3 separate regions of the Mus musculus genome follow, and all the other regions are linked to region 2. A link is a contact called in public promoter capture Hi-C data. All regions are on one chromosome and are shown on one strand. Each heading gives the region's core, a stretch centred on a gene start, on an enhancer-like site or on the middle of the called end of the contact. The rest is flanking DNA. Distances are from core to core; before and after follow the strand shown. Region 1 holds the start of Olfr1509 (olfactory receptor 1509). Region 2 holds the start of Olfr750 (olfactory receptor 750). Region 3 holds the start of Supt16 (SPT16, facilitates chromatin remodeling subunit).

Evidence for each region. Promoter capture Hi-C pulls out the DNA fragments that hold promoters and counts their contacts.
Region 1: a contact with region 2 is called in a promoter capture Hi-C map of pre-B cells. The contact joins the promoter of Olfr1509 here to the promoter of Olfr750 in region 2. A contact is called at or near these places in 3 of 39 promoter capture datasets (the 3T3-L1 cell line, cranial neural crest and pre-B cells).
Region 3: a contact with region 2 is called in a promoter capture Hi-C map of pre-B cells, with 2.4 times the contacts expected there. The contact joins the promoter of Supt16 here to the promoter of Olfr750 in region 2. A contact is called at or near these places in 5 of 39 promoter capture datasets (cranial neural crest, erythroid cells, liver and 2 more).

The regions. Positions count from the first base shown.
Region 1 is chr14:52,449,099-52,451,798 of GRCm38.p6, reverse strand. Olfr1509 (olfactory receptor 1509) reads right to left here and starts at 1,406. Exons shown (of 1, transcript NM_020514.2): 1 at 397-1,406. The coding sequence starts at 1,384. The coding sequence ends at 458. It also overlaps Tcra.
Region 2 is chr14:51,070,191-51,072,890 of GRCm38.p6, reverse strand. It overlaps Olfr750 (olfactory receptor 750), which reads left to right and starts at 1,449. Exons shown (of 1, transcript NM_207558.2): 1 at 1,449-2,580. The coding sequence starts at 1,500. The coding sequence ends at 2,495.
Region 3 is chr14:52,195,807-52,198,506 of GRCm38.p6, reverse strand. It overlaps Supt16 (SPT16, facilitates chromatin remodeling subunit), which reads left to right and starts at 1,268. Exons shown (of 26, transcript NM_033618.3): 1 at 1,268-1,422. The coding sequence starts at 1,357. It overlaps Chd8 (chromodomain helicase DNA binding protein 8), which reads left to right. Exons shown (of 38, transcript NM_201637.3): 38 at 1-356.

The DNA of each region.
Region 1 (2,700 bases), core at 157-2,656, 1.4 Mb before region 2:
GTTACAAATGAATCTACACTTGAAAGATCGAGTCTTTTTCAATAGAAGTAATTTAATAATAAAATAAACGTCTCAAATTGTGCCATATCAAGCCAATGGATAGTAAAACAAATCTCAAACTTACTTCATACCACAAAGAAAAACTAAACCCCAAACATTATACACCTAGAATTCAAAATGGAATTATAAAATTTGCAAAGTAGAACAGCCAAAACTCTTTGAGGCTTGGACGTAGACAGATTCCAGTGTGAAAGGATCAACCATGAAAATAAAAAGTCATAATTAATTTAGTCAAAATGTTTAACTTTTCACCTTCTGAGTATTTTATTAAGAAAATGTATTTTCGGAGCTGGAGAAATGGCTCAGCGTTTAAGAGCACTTGTTACTTCCACATTCAGGATGTGGTCACAACCGTGACTGTTATCACAACATCACACAAGCACACACACACATGATTTCATGAGCAAATTCGTCTCTGCCTGAGATGCTTCATGGCAGTTTTCACTTCCTCATTCCTCAAAGTGTAAATGAGAGGATTCAACAAAGGGGTGACCACTGTGTAGAAAACCGATACCACCTTGTCGATGGAGAAGCTGCTATCTGGCCGAGTGTAGAGGAAGATACATGGCCCAAAGAACAGGGCGACCACCATGAAGTGGGCTGAGCAGGTGGACAGGGCTTTCCGACGACCTTCTGCAGACTGTTTTCGAAGAGAAAACAGGATGACTGTGTAAGAAGTGACCAAGGCTAGAAAACATACGAGGGAGATGGTTCCACTATTGGACACGATCAGAATCCCTGTAAGGTATGTATCTGTGCAGGCCAGCTTGATGACAGGAGGTACGTCACAGAAGTAGCTATCGATAATGTTTGGGCCACAGTAGGGTAGACGAATAGTCAAGAAGGTCTGCACAAGTGAATGAATAGTGCCCCCCAGCCAGAGTGCAAAGACAAGCTGTACACAGACCTTCATGTTCATCACATTGGAGTAATGCAATGGGATGCAGATAGCCACATAACGATCATACGCCATAATCGTCAGCAGAAAGATCTCAGAACAAGCAAAGAGATGTAGGAAGAAGAGCTGTGCAATGCAATTGTCAAAGGAAATGGTCTTCCTCTCTAAAAGCAAACCCTCAAGCATCTTGGGCACGGTGACAGATGAGTGGCAGATGTCAATGAAGGACAGATTGCTCAGAAAGAAGTACATGGGATTGTGGAGACGTGGCGTGAAGACTATGGTAACAACAATGAGGAAGTTCCCCAAAAGTGTTAACATATAAGTGACTGTAAATGGTACGAAAAACAGAATCTCCAACACCCAGTTGTCAGTGAGGCCCAGGAAGATAAATTCAGTCACTCTTGTTTGATTTAGAGCTCCCATCTAATGAGCGTTCCGGAGGATCTGGGGATGGGGGTTAAATTTTAAATTATCCTGAGTAATACAGAGATGAAGTCATTGAAATGACTGTTTTTCTTTGAGGCTTGGCATGAATATGTAAGTTATTTTAAATCCTTGCCCCTTTTTTTAACCTGGTTCTTTTCATTTCAGAATAATCCACAAAGAATAGTATCAGACTTGTGCCAAAATCATAAAGCTCCAAGGAAGACCACTCATTATTTGACTTCTGTTATTAAGATAATCTTTAAAACTTTAACAGTATTTTGTTTTGTCCAGTGTGGGGTCATTTTACATTTATTAAAATACTATTCATTTCTTACTTTGTTTTTGTATTACCTCAAAGTACTGACTTTAGAAAAACTATCCTGATTCAATAAAAGTTTGCTTCTCTTTCATAATTATTTTATGGTACTTAACTATAAAAGAAAGTAGGAGATTTAGTTTTGATTTCCATAAGCTAAGCTGTTCTTTAAAAGTACAGAAGAAACAGAAAGACTTTAAACGCCAGAACACCAGGAAAACTGGCTGTGAGATACTATTTCCTAGGAATGACAGAGAAGTTTTGCCAATGATACACCAATATGGCTGCCTAAACAACACCTGAACAAGTACAATACCAGTAGATTCAGTAACATGAAAGGAGACAACCTCATGAGGCCGCAGTTGTAAACAAAGAACTACAGGCAACTAAGAAATACTGAGAGTGGAAGAGATAGTATTCCCCTATTTGGTTATCCAACACAAAGTGACGAGCCCTGAAATTATATATACACAGTAACACTAAACACTACAGACTGAGCAAGTTGTATTTACATATTTATATATTTGTACATTAATGTTTAAATATTATATGTATACATATATATCTTAATAAAAAGAGGCCATGATTTAGGAAGGAGCAAGGGAGGGTATATGGTAAGGTTTAGATGGAGGGAAAGGAAGGAGGAAATAATATAATTAAATTCTAATTGTAAAAAGTATTTTTTCAAAAAGTAATAACCACAGATGACTTACCTCTTGCAGCACTTGGCAAGTGCCTTGTACTTTGTAGGTTGGCAGAAAAAAACTCTTATTTGCAGTAAACTAACTTCTTAGGTATTGTGAGTCTAATCACGCCCTCTCAATTGAACTAATAAACCACAAACTATGATTCTTTCAGTTCTGTAATGTAACTTTTCTGCCAGGAAAATTATATACTATCGCATTGTTCCTATTGTTCATGATGCCTGGGTGACCATAAACTATAAGAGTTTTAAAAGGTAATCATCACAAATCATCCAAAATGAGGCTTTGATCTA
Region 2 (2,700 bases), core at 200-2,699:
AGGCATCTCTTTCTTGAGAGCACTACTTACCCTCTAAGGCTCGTGTTTCACGTTCTTCCTAGCATTCTGTACATATCAGTAGCATTTCTTCGCTACTGGTCACAAGCCCTAATTTTTCTGTCATGTTAGGCATTGGACAGTGATCCAGCAACATGGCCTGTCTTTGAATCGCTAAATACAGAATGCGGCACATGGTGAGAGCAGAGGTAAAACTGTAGTCCTGACCTGCGCAGTGCGATTTCTGTAGATGCTGGAGGGAGAAGTGCCAGCGATGAGCCCCTAAGGCGGATAACCACAAAGCTCCTGTATCCTAGACGAAAGGGGCACGTGCTTCCCACTCCCGCATCTGAGATCCAGAGGTGAGAAGGGGGACCAGAGTAGAGAGTCAGGAGTCTAACATCTGCTGGGAATGGGACCGTTGTCCTAAAATGTCACTGCAAGAATGGGGTGTGTTCGGAACAATTTAGCTAGAGAAAAATCAACGCTCTGAAAATCAACCTTGATGTTTTGCTACTGAGAGTCTTTAGTTTTTTCTTTTCTTTAGTTTGTGTTTTCTGTTATCTTTTAGTGGAGACTTTTAGAGACAGCACTTTACAATACCATCAATTCAACCTTTTTTTTTTTTTTTAAGTTTGTGGGACTGGAATGGCTTGAATCTACTTCATTTCCAGTTTAATTAATTATAACAGTGATTTGCAATTCTGTTTCTGACAGCCTGTTTTTGAAAAGGCTTCAGATTCTGTCTCAGAAGGGAAAATGTCACAAATTGAAAAAAGGCCTCATGGGCTGATATTAATGTTAGCCGGGGCACTTAGCTTGAATGCAACCGAGTAAGTGAATGGATCAATATGGCTTCTTGCTATAGTCAGCCTCCTTTATGTGTACTACACTTACTTCAGAAATGCAAGTAGTTTGTGTCAATCTGAGTTTAGTTAGGTTCTTGGTTTATTGTGAAAATTCTCCATAAAAGGGGAGAATTGGTGTATCAAATACCCTGGTCTCTGCAGCTAATTGTTTAACTGGGTAACTGAAACCCAAGCAAGGACCCCATCTCTTGATCCGCTTCCAAACGTGGGGCAAGCCAAGCCTGGGCTTTGACTTTCGTCCTGATTTTCTCTGCCAGTTCGTTAGGTTGACACAGGAAACTTTTGAATCCTTTGTCCTGTTATTTCTCTTGCTCCTTACCAAAGTTTGTAATTGAAAAGCAGAGCGTAGGAGACCGGGGTGTGTGTAAACAGCAAGAATTCTAAAGCAGGAAATCAGCCGGAGCTCTGTTTCTTCACAAAATCTCATTCTCGTATTTTCACCCAACTCTGATGTTCAGAGATACTTTCCCCATCATAATGAAGAGCCATCAGTCGAGATTTGAGAACAAGATCGTTGAAGATATAGACTCCGGACGCTTTCCTAAGACGTGGCTACCCTTTAGGGGAAATTTCTCTGAGTTTCAGGATGGGTGATAGAACGTCGTTTCATCTTTACAGCTGGGAAAGATAATAATGGCTCCACGTGCGAACCAGAGTGTCGGCACTACGGAGTTTGTCCTGGCAGGCTTCCCGAATCTCAACAGCACAGGAGCGGAAGTGTTCTCCGTGTTCCTTTTCGTTTACCTGTTGACTCTAACAGGCAACACGTTGATTGTTGTCTTGGTGGGGGCGGATCACCGCCTGCAGACACCCATGTATTTCTTCCTGGCTAACTTGTCCTGCCTCGAGATTCTGATCACTTCTGTCATCATTCCGAAGATGCTGAGCAATTTCCTCTCGAGACGGCACACCATTTCCTTTGCTGCCTGTATCACTCAGTTTTACTTTTACTTCTTTCTGGGGGCCTCTGAGTTCCTACTGTTGGCCGTCATGTCTGTGGATCGCTACCTGGCCATCTGCCGTCCTCTGCATTACCCCTTGCTAATGAATGGAGCCGTGTGCTTTCGGGTGGCCTTGGCCTGCTGGATGGGGGGACTCCTCCCTGTGCTTGGCCCCACAGTGGCTGTGGCCTTGCTTCCTTTCTGCAAACAGGGTGCTGTGGTTCAGCACTTCTTCTGTGACAGTGGACCCTTGCTTCACCTGGCATGTACCAACACCACGAGACTGGAGGAGGCTGACTTTGTCCTGGCCTTTCTTGTCATCATGTCCTCGCTCACCATTACTGGTGCGTCCTATGGCCACATAGTCCTGGCGGTCCTGCGCATCCCCTCTGCTTCCGGTCGGCAGAAGGCTTTCTCCACCTGTACTTCTCACTTGATGGTGGTAACCCTCTTCTATGGAAGTGCCATTTTCCTCTACGTAAGGCCATCCCAGAGCGGCTCTGTGGATACTAACTGGTCTGTAACCGTGATAACAACATTTGTGACCCCTCTGCTGAATCCTTTTATCTATGCCTTGCGCAACGATCAAGTCAAGGAAGCTTTGAAAGAGATGTTCAGGAAGGTAGTCGCCAAGCTGTTAGAACAGTCTTTACTTGGGGATAGTTTGAGAAAGAAGACAGCCAGTTGAAAGCGTGGGGACTCAGTCTCAGGTCCACACATCTCCATTGCCAGCTTTTCCTTCATCATGAGAGGAGCCAGGACGAGCTTCAAGGAGAACAAGCCTACATTTCTCTTTCAAGCAAAATGAATTAACTCTATATTATGCGTCGTAATAACAACTCACACTATTTTCAATATCTTATTTTATTAATTATGTGCCTATGTGGGGAATA
Region 3 (2,700 bases), core at 19-2,518, 1.1 Mb before region 2:
AATATGGGGAAACCCAAGACTTCAGGAGGTGAAAAGAAAAAGAAAAAAACAAAAAACAAAAAAAAACAAAAAACTTGTACCCAATTGCTCCCAATTTTGAGAGGATTGGGTGGGCAGGGGAACTCCTAAAAAAAAAAAATAATAAATGACCACTTCCTCGTTTCTGGGGAAGCAAAGGAGCTTAGAGCAGCTGGTGTGCTCACCCCTCCCCAGACGCCTCCATTAACCACAGACTATGTAGCGCTGGCCCTAGCCTCTGGCAGAGCCTGTTCCTGGCCAAACTGTGGCTACAGCTGGAGGGTCAGGAACTGTTACCTTCCTTCCCCTTGGCATTAATAAATTTAAGTTAATCCTTTTCCATTCTTCCTATGTTCTGTTTCCTTAAACACAATATAAGTACTGTTTTTTGCTGCGTAATTTAAACACCATTCTCCTACAGTTCAATACTGTTGCAACTAATAGAAAAGCCATTTGTAGTCCTCAATAGGCATATATAATGGCGGGTTATCCCGTTTGTTAAAGCCAAGGAAATGATACAAGATAAAGAGGTAAAATATTTTGAATTGTACTTCACATTCTTAAACGAGGATTAATTTCAAGAGCCATATTTTTTTTTTCAATTAGTCAGGATAACTATTCTTGGGGAAAGCCAGAGAATAATGTGGCTTTTCATGAAATACAGCAAAAGTACACGCTGACAAAAAGGGTGCCTTCACAACTTGGGTCTTCGCGAGGCTGGAAAGAACTACAAAGTTTAGGAGCCACTCCGAGCCATTTGTTTCCTTCCACCCTACCGGCCCATCTCTTAAAGGAAAACAGAACCTTTCCTTCCTACTCTGCTGCCCACCGCGCAGCTTATTCGCGAAGGTGGGCTCCGTCCCTCTGGGGTGCAGTGTTTGGTTGAGAGTGCCTTCCCCGGGGCGGTCACTGGCCTGCCCTGGGGCAGAGGACTCACTCCTGCGCCTGGCTGCACGCGGGTCCCGCTCTTTCTGCTCCCCTCCCTCTGCCCGCCGCCCAGAGCGCCCGGAGCTCGGAAAGTGGGCGGGTCACGTGACGGGAGCCTCTGGCGCCGGAGAGAGCTTCCAGAGCCCGCGAGCCCGCGCTGCACCTCGGTCTGTTGACTTCACTTTTGCGTCCTCGGTTGCCCTTCCTCCCGCCACCCTACGGAACGAGCGGTGGGTTTGGTTTTTTCGCTTTTTAAATCTTCGACGCTCTAGGGACCCGGAAGCGGAAGGGGATACCGGGCGGTCGGTACTTCCGGGTCACAGAGAGTGCGGGATTCCGGGCCGAGCGCGGGTGGCGGAGCTGGGACCTCGCGTGATTCTCGGAGCCCGACGGGAAGCGGCGTCCAGGGCAATGGCTGTGACTCTGGACAAAGACGCGTACTACCGGCGAGTGAAGAGATTGTACAGTAACTGGCGGGTAAGGAGCCCCGCGCCCCCGGGAGCCCCACATCCCATAATAGCCTGCTTCCCGGCGCCCTTTTCCCCCTCAGCCAGAAACCTCCGGCTCCGCCGCGCTCCCGCCTGCCCCGGCAGCGTCCGGCTCGCCGCGCCGTGCTGCGCCTGCGGGGTCCGCACGCGCCTGGCCCGCCCCGCGGCCACAGCGGCCCGCCCAGGTCCCGCCACAATTACCGTTTGCGGGAAAGGGGCGCGAAAGCTGTGCCCGGAGCTCTTGGCGCTCCCCGCTCCCCGGCCTCTGCTGGAGTTGAGAAATGCTGCTCCCGCGCCCCGCTGCTTCTCCTTAGGCCCTGCGTGGGTCACAGACCCAGCGCTGGGAACCTGCGGGCTCTCCTAAGAATTAATTGATGGGACGCCTCAAAGCCGGTTTCCCATGTCGGCAGCATACCGGGGGCACGTGTTGAGGAAAACGCTGTGGAAGTTCCAGGGCTTCTCCAAAGATTGGGCAGTTTCCCTGTTTTATAATCATAATTTCAAACTTACTTTTTTGCTAGTTAACTTGTTAACTTCACAAGTGTTTGATTGATTTCATACTGTCTGAACGGTCTATCGTCTGGGCTCTGAACCTTGTGAGTGAGGGGAAATAGAACTGATAAAAAAGAAAGCCGAAAATGCTCTGAAAAAATACCAACTCCGGTTTCAGCTTTGTAAACTATCTTATACTGATTGGTCCTCTCCATTCTTGGCTCCTGCATGTAATCCCATGATTTCTGAGGCTGAGGCAGGAAAATGACTAGTTTCAAGCCTGCCTGTGCTTCATAGTGAGACTGTATCAATCGGCTCGTCATTTAGTAAATAAAATTGAACCTTTACTGAAGTCGGTTGTTTTTCCTGCCTCATCAGAAAAAAGCCTATGTATCTTTTAAGCAAGATGCATTGCGTGCTGAAAATAATATAGGGTTTTTCACTTTATTGGCTAATTTTTTTTAGATGACTTAGTGGTCTCTATCACAAAATTATATTGTTTGGTCCTGAGGATTGGCCCTACCACCACCTCTGTGTTTTACCATTAAGCTATATCCCTATCCAGGGAATATTTACTGTCACTGTGTTATGATGTATGCAATGATGATAATCAAAAGCCCCCGTTTCTACAGCCAGCCCTGAAATAATAAACTTTTAAAGCTTTTTTTTTTTTTTAATATTTATGGGTATTTTGCATTCATGTATGTTTGTGTATACCCTGCATGCATTGCCTGCGAAGGCCAGAAGAGGGCGTGGGATACCCTAGAACTGAAAT